3 separate regions of the Rattus norvegicus genome follow, and all the other regions are linked to region 2. The links are chromatin contacts, called in public Hi-C maps. All regions are on one chromosome and are shown on one strand. The core of a region is the stretch at or near the end of the contact, and the rest is flanking DNA. Distances in the headings are between cores, read along the strand shown. Region 1 holds the start of Efcab2 (EF-hand calcium binding domain 2). Region 2 has its middle 32 kb from the start of Efcab2. Region 3 holds the start of Cox20 (cytochrome c oxidase assembly factor COX20).

Region 1 (4,488 bases), core at 937-3,436, 33 kb before region 2:
ACAAAAACAAAAACAAAAACAAAAGCAAATAGAGGGCTGAAGAGATGGATATTTGCTCACACTGTGAATCCCTATTGTGTTATTTACTGGAAAATCTGTCTCTAGTTGTGTGGATCAGCTTTAGCATACACCTTTATCTAAGAGCTTTCTGCTTGGATATTGTTAACAGGATTAAATAAAGTCAACCATAAGTCAAGAGGTAGAGCAAGCAACCAATTGACAGGGAGTGAACACAGGATTATTAAGAAAAAAAACAATGCCTAGGACATTAGCTGAGGAGGAAGGTAAGCTGGGTGCTTTCTCTGCTTCTCTGAGCTAGCAAGCTTTCACCACAGCATCTGGCTCCTGGGTTTTCATTGGTAAAATCAAATGATTGAGATTTTGTTTAAAAAACCAAACAAAAAAAAACAAACAAAAAAAAAAAACAAAAAAAAAACAAAAAACAAAAAACTGATAGCTCAGAGGTTAATAAGAGCACTACCTACTCTTCCAGAGGACTCTGGATCAATTCCCAGAACCCACATGGCAGTTCACAACTGTCTGCAACTCCAGTTCCAGGGGATCTGACACCCTCACACAGACACACGAAGGCAATAATGCACCAATGCACATAAAATAAATTAATTAAAAAAACTAATTATCTCCTAATGTTTTCCCCCTTTTCTTTCTTTGGGGTGGGTATATAAAAGTTTAATTAAATAAAAATACCTTATGGGGAAGTTTTTTTTTATCTAAAACATTTTTCATACAACATATTTTGATCATTTTCTTTCCCCTCCCCCAACGCCTCCCGGATACTCCCTGCCCTCTAACTTCATATTCTTTGCAAAAAACAACAAAGTAAAAGAAACCTTCCACTTCTAAAGCAGCACCACAAAATTGTTATACCTTAGTGGAGTTGAAACTTGAAACTACAATCCGACTTCTGAGATTAATTTTACCATCTATAAATCGCAGGTTTCCTGGTTATCAATAAGCAGATCTCTAGCAGGGTCTCATGTTTTCCCTGCTGGTTTTCTGTATTCACCATGACGATGGACTAAACATCTCATGTAAATATTAGCTGTTAACCTAACTACTTTGTTCCAAACAGGGAGAAGGGGGGAGGGCCGGTAGGGTGTGTGGTGATCAAAAACTGCAACAAAGATGGACTGTTCCTTTCACTTTTTGCAATGTTTGCCCTTTTCTATTTTGGGGCTTGGTTGATTTATTTACTTAGCCGTGATTTTGTCAATTATCACGTAATGGCTGTTGAGTCACTAGAGGCTAACCACGGATCCGATTTTTAAGTCATTCTACTGGGTCAGCAACAACTCAAAAGGTCTTCGGAGTTCAACGTGGATCATTAGTTTTTCGGGTCCCCTGAGGCCTCGCGGGTCCCCGGCAGGTCTGAGCGACCCGAGAGGTCCCGGCTGGGTTTTCTTTCTGCCTTTAAAGTGATTTCGTGGGTACTTGTTTCTTAAGCACCGCTCCAGCGCGACCTAGGCAGCCACGGCCCAATCTGACCAAGAGGCCGCGCTCCGCCTGGCGGAGGAGGAGGCAAGATGGAGGCGGCCAGCGCCTGGGGCCGGGCTGGGCGGGGTTTCTGCACGGCCGCAAAGGATCCCGCCAGGTTCTAGCGCCAACTTCTGTCCTCCATGAGGCCGCCCTCCGGGTACCCACAGCCTAGACCGCGGCCCGCGCCCTTACGGGGCGTGGAGGGACCAGGGACAAGGACGCCATTATTAGCCTCCCGGGCGGGGGCCACAGCCAAGACCCGCGCAGACCTCTCAAGGGGAAGGGAGGGCGGGGCGGCCGAGGGCGGAGGAGCGGGGCTGGGCCGACAGCGGGGGCGCTGGCTGGCGCCGCTCCTCAACCCACCGTCCGCCCGCCAAGGGGCTCAAGATGGAGACCTGGCTGCGCTTCTCAGGCTCCCTAGTCAGGACCCTACCTGTACTCTCCGGGTCCTTTTCCTCCGCCATCTTGGTGCGGAGCCCGTCGCCTGGGAGATCCCATCACAAACCCTGCGGGCCGCGCGAGGGGGACGAGGCGGAGGAAGCCCCTCGACGCGCGGTGGCCGTCTCCCAACCCCCCAAGAACTGAGGCCGGCGTTCTTTGGGCCTAGGGGAGTCATTTATTAATAAGGCCCCGAGCCGGCCTTGGCCTGGTTGCGACTGTCAAGGACGTAGGGTGCCTTGTTTGTTTATTTATTCACTTATTTAATTACTTATTTTATTTAGCTTTTTTTTCGCCGTGTCAGGTGCGCCTCAGAACCCGGTGCAGACCTGGCGGCCCCTGCACGTTCCGCGGTCCTTCCCCGAAAAGCCTCCGCCCACCCCTACCCCACCAGGCCTTGTGCTCTCCCGCGTCACCCTCTCCTAAGCAGAGCCAGTCTGCGACTCAGGGAACTGGAGCGAAAACGGACGTGGGCCGGGCGCTGGAGGAAGCCAAGCCTCTCCCCGGGATCGCGGGGGGGGGGGGGGGGGAACTTGTAGAAAAACATGTGCAAAATAGGCGCAAACACTGCGTCGCCAAGGCTGCAATTTCTAATACAAAATAGTGTTCTCATAGCAACAAATAGATTGCCGGTCCGCTCTCGGGTGTCGCACACATTGATGTGTTGATGGTACAATTTGGCATGACCTTCCAGTGAGAATTCTGAGTCCTGAGAAACTTGGCTACAGCATGTTTTGTTATTTTATGGATAAGCTCAGAATACTAGGATATATTCTTTTAAAAAAAAAAAACAGTTTTAAAATACCTAGCAATGTGACTCAAATGAATATCTAGCTTTAATCTTTAATGATATTTCATTGTATATGTATACTTGTTTAATTTTTTTATAAAAGTAACTAAATGTTGAGACCTTTAAAATGCAAGGTAAGTATTTAATTTTTGTTTTGTCTTGTTTTTTATTAATTTCTTTATTCACTTTACATATAAAAATAATTTTTTTATTACTAGTGCTTAGTCATTGAGTTTCTATAATCTCAGAATGAGCCCTCAGAGCAGGCCAACTGTATTCTTCATTAAAACATTTTTTTTCTATAGAAAATAACGATTTGATGAGGTGTCTAACTACAAAGTTGAATAATCAGAAAATGGTGCATATTAAGAAATACTTCCGGGGCTGGGGATTTAGCTCAGTGGTAGAGCGCTTACCTAGGAAGCGCAAGGCCCTGGGTTCGGTCCCCAGCTCCGGAAAAAAAAGAACCAAAAAAAAAAAAAGAAAAAAAAAAGAAATACTTCCAAGATGAACTCAGATGTGCATAGTAAATTTATCACCCCAAAATATGGCGGAGTTATCAGCACCAAATTAATATTTACAGCCTGTGTTCTCCCTTTACTCTCACTGAAGAGGAAGGACTTTGCAGCAAGTGTGGGAAGAGAACTGTCCCTTCCTGATTTGCAGATGATCCTGAAGTTCGCCTGCCCCTAAAGTCTTTCTCTACCTCTTCCTCAGCGGGCCCATAGTCAGAGTTTTCAAAATGGTTTATACTGCTTTTATCGTATTTTATTTACTTGTTTCTACCACATACATTTCCAGCCGTAAAGTTGTGCTATACACTGGGACATTCTGACCGGAATTGTGTGTGAGAGGTGTGTGTGTTGTGTGTGTGTGTGTGTGTGTGTGTGTGTGTGTGTGTGTGTGTGTGTGTGTGAAAGATCACACTCATAGTCAGGAGATGGAGGCAGGAGGATCAGGAGTTTAAGGTCAGGGCTGGAGAGATGGCTCAGCGGTTAAGAGCACTGACTCCTCTTCCAGAGGTCCTGAGTTCAATTCCCAACAACCACAGGGTGGCTCACAACCATCTGTGATGGGATCTGAAGTCCTCTTCTGGAGTGTCTGCAGACAGCGACAGTGTACTCACATGCATGAAATAAATAAAGACTGAGTTCAAGGTCAGTGTGAGGATGCAGATTTTACTCAATGGTAAGAGGAACATGCTTACCATTCATAAACCCTAGGTCCAATTCCCGGCACCAGGAAAAGGAAACTAGGACAAAAAGGCTTGGACCTGAGATAGTTAAACTATTAGAATATGTTAGCTAACACTCCCCCTCCAACTTTGAAGACAAGTGAGAGAGCTTCCCCACATCCACAGTACCTAACCTCATTGGAGCATATTTTAGATAATATAATCTCCAACTTGGTTAATGTAGGCTTATTTTTTTTTTCAAAACCAACTTTTAATATGGATGCTTAAATGTTTTAACTTCCTTTCTAGCCCGCCACCCACCAGAGGTAGTGGAAAGAAAGGTTATTAGGATATGGGGGAAGTGGACCTCTTTAGAAATTGTTCTTTGGAATGAATCCCATCTGTGTTGTCAGGAAATCGGCAGTTCAGTTCACAGGAGTCAGCAGTGGCAGCTCAATCCACTCGAAAACACTTCACGAATACACCAGCAGTCCAGTTCAGTAGTGTCAGCATAACAAACACAATCAGCAGTGGTGGCACACCCTAGCAGACACAGTCAGGCCTCCTCCGAATCTGCACAAGTTAGTGG
Region 2 (4,266 bases), core at 1,693-4,192:
ATCAGGAGTTCAAGGCAAGGTTCTACTATATAACAAGTTCAAGGTCATCCTGGCTACATTCTGTCCTTAAAAACACAACAATAAAACAACCTGTATGCATCACAGAAGGTCCAATGCAGCGTGGTAGGCCTTACCTTGTACTACTGAGCTATAAACCTTAACCTCACGAGGAATTCCTAAAATTGTTTTTCAAATGTCTTTATTTTATGTGAGTGTTTGGCCTGCCTGTACATAGGTGCACCATGTCTGTGCCTGGTGCCCTCAGGAGGTCAGAAGAGGGCATTGAAACCCCTGGAACTGGAGTTACAGATGGTTGAGCTTCTATTTGGGTGCTCAAATCAAACCTGAGTCCTCTGGGAGGGCAGCCAGTGATTCAAACAGCTGAGCCACGTCTCCAGCCCCAGGACTTTTTTTTTCACATTATTACATCATAGTAACATACCTAAAATAATTGTTTAATGAAGTGGCAGCTGTGAGATCTCCTTGACATCTCCTGTAGGTTAGTTTTTGATCACATTACTTTTTTGTGGGGGTGTTCATGTGCGCATGTGTACAGGGATGCATAGGCCACGGTGTGTACATATGAAGGTCAGAAGAGCACTCCTGAAAGTTGGTTTGCTTTCTCTGTGGGATCCAAGGATCAAACTCTGATTGTCAGGTTTATGCAGCAAGTAATTTTATCCCCTGAGCCATTTGGTTGGCCTATGCAGAGTGCGCGTGGGGGTGCGGCGGGGGGGAGGTTAATAAAGAAAGATCCTCTGGGTTGGTGACCCAGCTCAGGGGTGCAGCACTTCCCTAACATGTGAAGTACCACACCATTGCAAAAAAATAATAAATAAACAAATCCATTAATTAAGGAAAAGAAAGACAAGGGTCCAAACCAGATCTAGACATAGTCATGTGATGTCTCTCTGGGGTTTGTTTTGTTGTTGTTGTTGTTCTTTTGGGGGGCAGGGGTCTGTCTTTTTGAGACAGGTTTCTCTGTGTAATGCTCCTGGCTTTCATGAACTCACAGTCTCTCTTGTTTCTTAGACTCTCTAGGTTTCACGTCCTTTCTCTTCTGTGAATTTTATTGCTGAGGAACTCAAGTGTGCCCCCCCCCCGTTAAGTTTCCTATATTTTAAATTTTGTGAATTGCTTTCCCCGATCCCTGAATTGCATCATGGAGTCTTCTGGGGCTGTAGCAGAAGGACACAGAAATTACGGTTGAGGGGAGGTGTCTTAGTTAGGGTTTTATTGCTACAATAAACCATGACCAAAAACCATAACACCATGACCCAAAAGCAAGTTGCAGAGGAAAGGGTTTATTTGGCTTACACTTCCAGATCCCAGGCCATTATTGGAGGTTGTCAGGACAGGAACTCAAGCAGGACAGGAACTCAAGCAGGGCAGGAACCCTGGAGGCAAGAGCTGATGCAGAGGCCATGGAGGGTGCTGCTTACTGGGTTGCTTCCCCTGGCTTGCTCTGCTTGCTCTCTTATAGAACCCAGGACTACTATCTCAGGATGGCACCATCCACAACGGGTGGGGCCTCGCCTATTAATCACTAATTGAGAAAATGCCTTACAGCTGGATCTCGTGGAGGCGTTTCCTCAGCTGGGGCTGCTTTCTCTCTGCTGACTCTAGCTTGTGTCAAGTTGACACACAGAGCCAGCCTGTACTGCAGGGCATCCTGAACATCAAATGAATGAATGAAATAAGAACTGCAGCATTCTGAGGCCCATCGGTTACGGCAATCTTCATAAGCATTCAGAAATAACTCCCTTGGTCACCCCCGGAGGATGTGTGGATACAACTTTTCATTCCAATTCAGTGAGTCCGGGGTGCACTGTAACTCGGGGTAACGCCATAACTCACCAGGAAAGATCCTGCTCCTTAGAGGAGATGATAAAAGTGGTTCTGCTATTTAACTGCTAATGAAACAAAACCTCTAGCAAAGATTGTCAACGACGGCTACATTCACAGTTAAGAGGCCAACGGACAACCTTATAAAGGACTATACGAGGTGGACAACACCTGAACCCACCTTAGGATCACGGGAGGAAAGATAGAATAGGCTCTGTCTTTAATGCTCTAGGAAGTCTGCGGCCTCTGAAGTGGCTGAACTGTTAAGTCAGAATCCCCAGTGAGAGGTTTTAGCCAGGGAAGGTACATGACAGTCAAGTAAGAGTTCAACTCCTGAGACTGGAGTGATGGGGGGGCGGGGCGGGAACAGACTTCTGCACGTTGTCCTCTGACTTCCAGACCCCAATAAGTAAATATAATAAGAACTTTAGATAAATCAGGATCTAAGCCTCCATATGTAAATAACGGCTTCAAAATAGTTTGTACATCTCCCTCAAATGATTAAATAAAAAGGTCACTAGACATCAATGGGCATGTGTCAACCCAGACACTTCTGAACGGTGAAAATGGCCCATAATCCGGTTAAGTAAACCCAGGCCTTCACTCTCACTGTGCTAAGCCATGGAGGAGGGGTAAGGAGCAGCAACTGCCGAGCAGAGAGGGCTGTGAACTTTGGGACGCATCCGGAGTTATTTCCCTTCTAGACCTTTCCCCCTGTCCTTCTGAATGCAGGGCACTGTCCCCCGGCACAACATGCTTAGGTAAGTGCTCCATTATTGAGCTACTCCCCCCCCCCCGGACTCCCAGCGCTGTATTTATTGTTCCTTTGCTCCACTCACAGTTCCTGACACTTTATTTTTCTCTTACTTCATTTATCCATCCACTGCGCTGCTGGGGATCCCTGAGCTCCGCCCCCATGCCCTGACCTCTAGAAGGTGAACCTGTCTTCCGCAAATGACCTGGCTTTCCAAAACCGTAAGCATCTGTCGCGGAAGCGGGCATCACGAGTCCCTCCCGTGCGGCAAGCAGGGCGGAGGTGGCTGTGCTTGGCCACCGCGCTCACGTGACGCGGCGTGGACGCGCGCCCAGAGCGGCGCGCTGGGCCCCGCGCAGTTGTCAAGTGGGCTGGTGCCTGGCCCCGCCTGCCACCCTGGCCGTTCCCAGGAAGTGCAATGCGCACACCCGCCTGTCTCACGATTCCCCGGGGCCTGTGCGTATTTATAGTCCTAGCCCTGAAAGCCTAGGCCTCCTAGGCTTGCTCCTGACTTCCCTCCAGGATCCAGTTCCATGTCCCCAAAAAAGGCTATGCGGATCCACACAGCACTAGAACAGATAATTGCAGGCCCTCCTAAATGCCCATCTCAGAGATTACACGCCAGTCCACAGGGCTTAGCACATTGAATCAACCCGTACTGCTGCTCCACTTACGAACACTAAGGCGCACACACTTTTATTGGTGAGGAAGGTGTGCATGCCACAGGAGTTTTGGAAGTCAGAGAAAAACTTTTGAAGTCGATCTACTCCTTCTACTGTGTAGGGCCTAGGGATCGAACTCAGGGCATCAGACTTGGCACAAGCATCTTTGCCCTCTGAGCTACCTCATTAGGCACCAGGAAGATTTCAAAACATGGCGGCTCCTTTCATCTTTCTCTCTTTGTTTTCTAAATGCACAAAAGGCCGAATAGTGCTTCTAAAATACATTTTAAAGAATTATTTGATTCTAAAGAATAGAATTCACATGGTTTTCGTCTCTTTGGGTTTCTAACACAGCCGGAAAAGTTGGTAAGAAAAGATGAGTTTACAGGGTATCCCGGCCTTGGCCTTCGCTTTTGTCATCCTCATGGAGATCTGGAAGTCACTGTCCCCTCTGAGGGGTGAAACAAAAACAAAGTTCTGAAGTTCCCCGGATTTGCCCTTTTCTGTTTTCTTTTTTATGGAGCTAGTGTGGGAGACACTGGGAATGGTCTCAGATTTCTCAGCTTTACCAGATAAATCCAAAGGGGCACTTGGTTGTGCGGGGTGAAAGGTGACAGGTCCATCTCCTTGTTTACCTTCAGCTCGGAGGAGAACGATTATTCCAGACTGACATTCAATACAGACCTGCGGTCACTGATACGGCACCCGCAACCGAAAGCTTCCCCAACAAAGTGGAGCAGCATTGGCTAACTTTTAAGTCCCGACTGAAGGGCAGTTCTGTGAGACTCTGGTAAACAAAAGGCCTGTGGGTATCTCTCGAACAGAGGGGCGACTGGGGGGTCGGGTACTGGGGAATGGGGGAGACTGCAGGACAGATGGCCAAACCAGCGAAGCAAAGAGAACCATGTGTATGCAGTTAACATGAGCTCTCCAGGCCATGGAACATCCAAACACAAGTCTAGCTGTGAACAATAGTCCTTACATATGCTTCTGTGGCCCAACCAG
Region 3 (4,470 bases), core at 834-3,333, 51 kb after region 2:
GGCCTATTAGCATCTAGTCCATGATGAACTATGGACACATTCTGCCACAAGACGGGATGCCAAAGGGATTTCTGATGTTAATGAAAGCAGTCTGTACCACCTATATTCTTGCCTAGTTCAGACAGCTATAAATCTTTCCTTGTGAATGGCAAATGATTACACCTTTCTCCTTGGATGTTTCCAAAGCAGTCTGTGCTGGCTATCTGAGTGCCTGGGTTATATCCAATCATGCATGGTGGCTCTGACTGCAGTTCCAGAGAACACCAGGACACAAATGTTTAAGAGTACAAAACAAGGATGGAACTTTGTGATCCTATTGCAAAAGGAGACCTGGCTGGCATTAAACCTTTCGAGCCTCCAGTGGCAAGTTCCCCATCAATGTTCCCAGAGCCTGTTCTGTATTTAACCAGTCTTCCCTCCTAAAGGACTGCTATTTCATTTGAAAGGATTAAGTTCTGTAAGTTATCTGTGTAGGTCCCTGGCTTGGGCAGGTCTGTCACAAGGGTTTCAAGAAGGAAAGTGGTAAGCACCTTTACCCTCTGATCCAGCTTCTACATTGTTTTTGCAAACTACCACTTTTCTGTTCCCTTTTATGGAAAGACTACTGATATTACCTAGATGCCCCTCCTTTTACTTAAAGGTTAATTTAGTGCCTACATGCTCATGGCCACTATTTAGGTCATTATGCTTAGATTCCATCTCACTGGGAATCTCAGCAATTGTTTGGTATAGTTTACAGTAAATGTCTCTTGGCTTGCTAATCCACTGGCCTGGGGATTTGGCAGCAATGTTCCAGTAGCAGTGTCCCTCCTTTAATGGATTTAGTTTTGCCTTGTGGCTTGCTATTCCAACTGAATACCATTTATTCGACTCCCCATTGGTGAGATTTAAATTGTATTCATATGCTTATTTACTCATTTTGTAAATTAAAAGTATTTTCAAATCGTTTCTTTTGCTTCCAAAGTCTGTTTTTTCTGAGGTTTTCTTTGTAGCCCTGGCTATCCTGGAACTCTGGTGCTGGTTTAAAGGTGTGCTCCACCCCAAATCTTAACAGCCTTATTTTTCAGTTAAAGAGCAGAACTCCAGTGTTTTATCTTTGTCAAATATAAAGGAACCTCAATAAAGAGGATTGTCAAATCCACGTGCAGTTGTTTCACCAAGTCTAGATGAGATACGAAGCAAACCACTATATTTGACTTTCCTTGTAGTGCTACCAAGTTTTCATTTGATCTGATGATATATTGTGGACACTTTACCGTGACACCTTCCTGTAGCCATTCTATTAGGCATAGTTCATGGCCAAATTAGTTTTATCCCGGCTACCTTAAGTGAATGAAATTAGACTATTCCATTACCCAAGTAGGATGTCAGCTTCATGGAGAATGGAGGCTTTTATCTTTTTTGATAAGAGGCCGAACTGCAGTACATAATGAACAAATCTACCATACCTGTGAATGTGCGCTCTTGTAAGGAAATGGATTGACATTATCTGGCCCAGAACTATTAACCCCTGCCTCAGCCTTCTAGTGTGGAGATTGCTGGCATGCGCCACCACGCCCAGCTCTCGATTTCTCATGGCCCTTCTATTAGTCCTTTCTAACAAGTACAGTGTATGCTAGGTTTGGATCAGTCGCCCTTTTCTGATCCTGCGGGCCTGCCTGCTCTTCGCTACTTTAACTGGCAATTTAGACATCTGGGATATGAGGACTAGACCTCGCGGCCATGCGGATAGGTCTAGGAAACCGAGTCGCCCTACTGCGCATCTTTCCCCCGCGTGCCCCACGGCGAACATTACCTTTTTCTCCGGCTCGTGGGGCTCCGAGGCGGCAGCCATGGGTGCAAGTAGTCGCTACCGCCCCGCCCAGGCCCGCGACGGAAGCAGTACGGGCTCCGCCCACCCTCCCTCACGGCGGCGGCCATCTTAGGGAGCGATCCTGGGGCCGTCCCGAAGCCCGCCGTGGCCCCCTCTTTTGTTCCTTGGAACCAACCACACTGTTTTTCCAACCCCGCAACAGACCATCAGGAATGGAACACAAGAGGAGACAACCTAGAGAAGCTCCACCGGTTCCTGTCTCGCAGGCGGGGCGGCCCGAGACAAGGAGCATCGAGAAACTTCGCTTCCCTTCAGCCCCTCCTCCACCTTAACCGCCATTTCCAACCGTTGTGCGCGTTCCCGTGCTGGGCGCGGGGCGCGCGCCGAGGGCGGAGCCGGGACCGCGCGTCCGGCGCTGCTTTGTCCTCCGAGAGGGCGGGAGTCCGGGCTTGACGGTCCCCGCATTGCCGGAAGTCGCCTGGCGCTGTTTCCGCGGGCCTTGTCCCCTACGTGTCCTTTGTCCTGGCTTTGGTGACCTTGACAACCTGCATCCCCAGCCTCAGTCCCTCGCGGCGATCTCCAAGCGCCCGGCGGGCAAGCCCACGCCCCTCCCCCTCCGGCCCTCAGATTTAGAACGTTAAAAATAGCTCGCCGCTCGCGCGGAGGAGACCCAGGACAAAATGGAGGCGGCCGCTATCTAAGGGGCATGCGTCAGGCGGCAAGTGCCTTCCTTCGGGAGGGAGGCCGTGGGGTGACGCGACGGTGACAGAGCGGGAAGGAGCCCAGAACGTGTGTGTCGCTTGGGCCCAAGTTTCAGCCAGTTCAGCAGGCGGTGGCGACTCCGTTTTCGGGTTAATGTCCTGGGTCCGGCCTTTTGCCTTTCTTTGTTTACCTCTGTATTTCCCGATTTGGTCTCTTCGGTTCCAAACGGCCCTTCCCCGGAAAATGTCCAGGCCTGTCATTGTGCAGAGTCATGCTGGTTTTAATGTAGCGTGCTGCACACTCCTTGCCCGATAGTGTTAGCCGGGAGGGTCTCATCTTAACTACCATGCCGACTGTTTACTGTGTCATACTTCATGTTCATTAACTGCTTTCCGCCAATCCCACGGGGTAAAGGTGATCTATATTTCTCCTTATGTGTAATAGGGTTTTTTTGTTTTTTGTTTTTTTAAGGAAACTGAACAGTTAGAATAGGACTAGAAAGGGAATCTTGACAGTTTGGAATGCTCTGCTGAAATTCTTGGCCAGCCAGGCTTTGCATTCTTACTGGAAGGTAATATTTAAGGCAGTAATATTCCATAAAGGAGAGGAATTTTTTTGCATCCTTAATTGCCGTATAAAGGACGTAACGGGAAAAGTACCGAGAAAATAACGTTGCCATTTTATTTGTGACTGAGACGTTGCTAGGGTATACTGAGTTGGAGGACAATTCACTTGTTTGAAAAATGTCCTCATGGATTCGCTGAAGTTTCTTAATTTAACAAAAATTGAATATTCAGTTTTTTTCTTTTAACAGTTAATAGTGAAAAGTAACAAGCTCACTGTTGCCCCTTCTCCCTGAAGTTGTGGATGAAAAAAACCAATTTCACCTTAAAAGGAATAGAGTTTATTCTGCACTAAAATGTGAGTGACCATGACCTATGAACAGATTTCAGCCTGCCCCCAACATAAAACTGTTAGAGTTTTATGAATTTTATGTGGTGAAAAAGAGATAAGACACTTCAATTTATAGAATGTCTCTGGCTATAGGCCTTAGATTTCATCTGATAACATTCTTAGTCTTTGGGATTGGCGGAAACTAGTGTTCTGTTTGTACATTCTGGAAGGACAGTCACAAGGAAAGATGCTAAGCAGAAGTGGGCAATGAGAGGTTATCTGGAAGGCTCTGGAGAGCCCAAGATAATTTTAGCCTCAGGCTTCAGCATTCCAGGCCTCTGCTATCACAGAAGAATCAGCCTTGTAGAACTTTTAACTCAGCATTGGGTGAGTGGGTGTGTGGCTTTCCCCTCCTAGGAACTAGAGTTAACAAAGGAGTTAACCGTTGTGGTTTTCCAAACTTTTCCTTTTTCTTAATTAAAATTATTATGCACATTCATTTTGCAGTCGTTTAAAATAATACTGGATGTGGACGTGTTGGCTCTCACCTAAAAGCCCAGCATTCAGGTTGAAAGAGTAGGTTTCTTGTGACTTCAAGGCCAGCTACAAAGTGAGACTCTGTCTCAGAAAAATTGATAAATAGTAACAATGGAGGGTTTGAGAGTAGAACTCAGTGGATGAAGAATGTTTACCGAGTATACCCAAGACCTTGTTTTGATTTGATACCCAGAACTGTTAATACATACACAGACACAAAAAATTTTAAACCTACCAGAATACATGTAGTAAAAACTATAGCCTCCAATCTATTATATAATCTTTTTTACATTAACTTGATATGATCAGAATGGGCCTGGCCATCAGTGGCGCTCTCTTTTCTACCTGTGTGAGCACCTGGAGATTTGCTCCTTTCAGTGGTCATACTGATCCCCAACCTTTTTGCTGCTGAATGACATTTCTTTACAAAGCTGCAGTTTTCTACTAATCCAAAGGAAAAGCTCCAGTGAACATCTTGAGCACATGGTAAGGATTTCTGTAGAATAGGTTTCTAGAGGAGGGAG

Evidence for each region. A called contact is a pair of places that touch in the nucleus more often than the background predicts.
Region 1: a contact with region 2 is called in a Hi-C map of prefrontal cortex, with 2.1 times the contacts expected there. The contact joins the promoter of Efcab2 here to the enhancer-like site in region 2. A contact is called at or near these places in 4 of 12 Hi-C or Micro-C datasets (kidney, liver, mammary epithelial cells and 1 more).
Region 3: a contact with region 2 is called in a Hi-C map of liver, with 4 times the contacts expected there. The contact joins the promoter of Cox20 here to the enhancer-like site in region 2. A contact is called at or near these places in 6 of 12 Hi-C or Micro-C datasets (frontal cortex, kidney, liver and 2 more).

The regions. Positions count from the first base shown.
Region 1 is chr13:92,681,910-92,686,397 of GRCr8, reverse strand. Efcab2 (EF-hand calcium binding domain 2) reads right to left here and starts at 2,186. Exons shown (of 6, transcript NM_001105977.1): 1 at 1,931-2,186. The coding sequence starts at 1,961.
Region 2 is chr13:92,649,682-92,653,947 of GRCr8, reverse strand. No RefSeq gene overlaps it. Among named protein-coding and RNA genes, the nearest start is that of Efcab2, 32 kb to the left of the region's middle. Within about 2 kb of position 2,942, at least 87 of the 93 cell types and tissues checked have an H3K27ac peak or open chromatin away from gene starts, as enhancers often do. A contact at or near this core is called in kidney, liver and prefrontal cortex, where this site is marked.
Region 3 is chr13:92,597,572-92,602,041 of GRCr8, reverse strand. Cox20 (cytochrome c oxidase assembly factor COX20) reads right to left here and starts at 2,083. Exons shown (of 4, transcript NM_001105976.1): 1 at 1,796-2,083. The coding sequence starts at 1,834.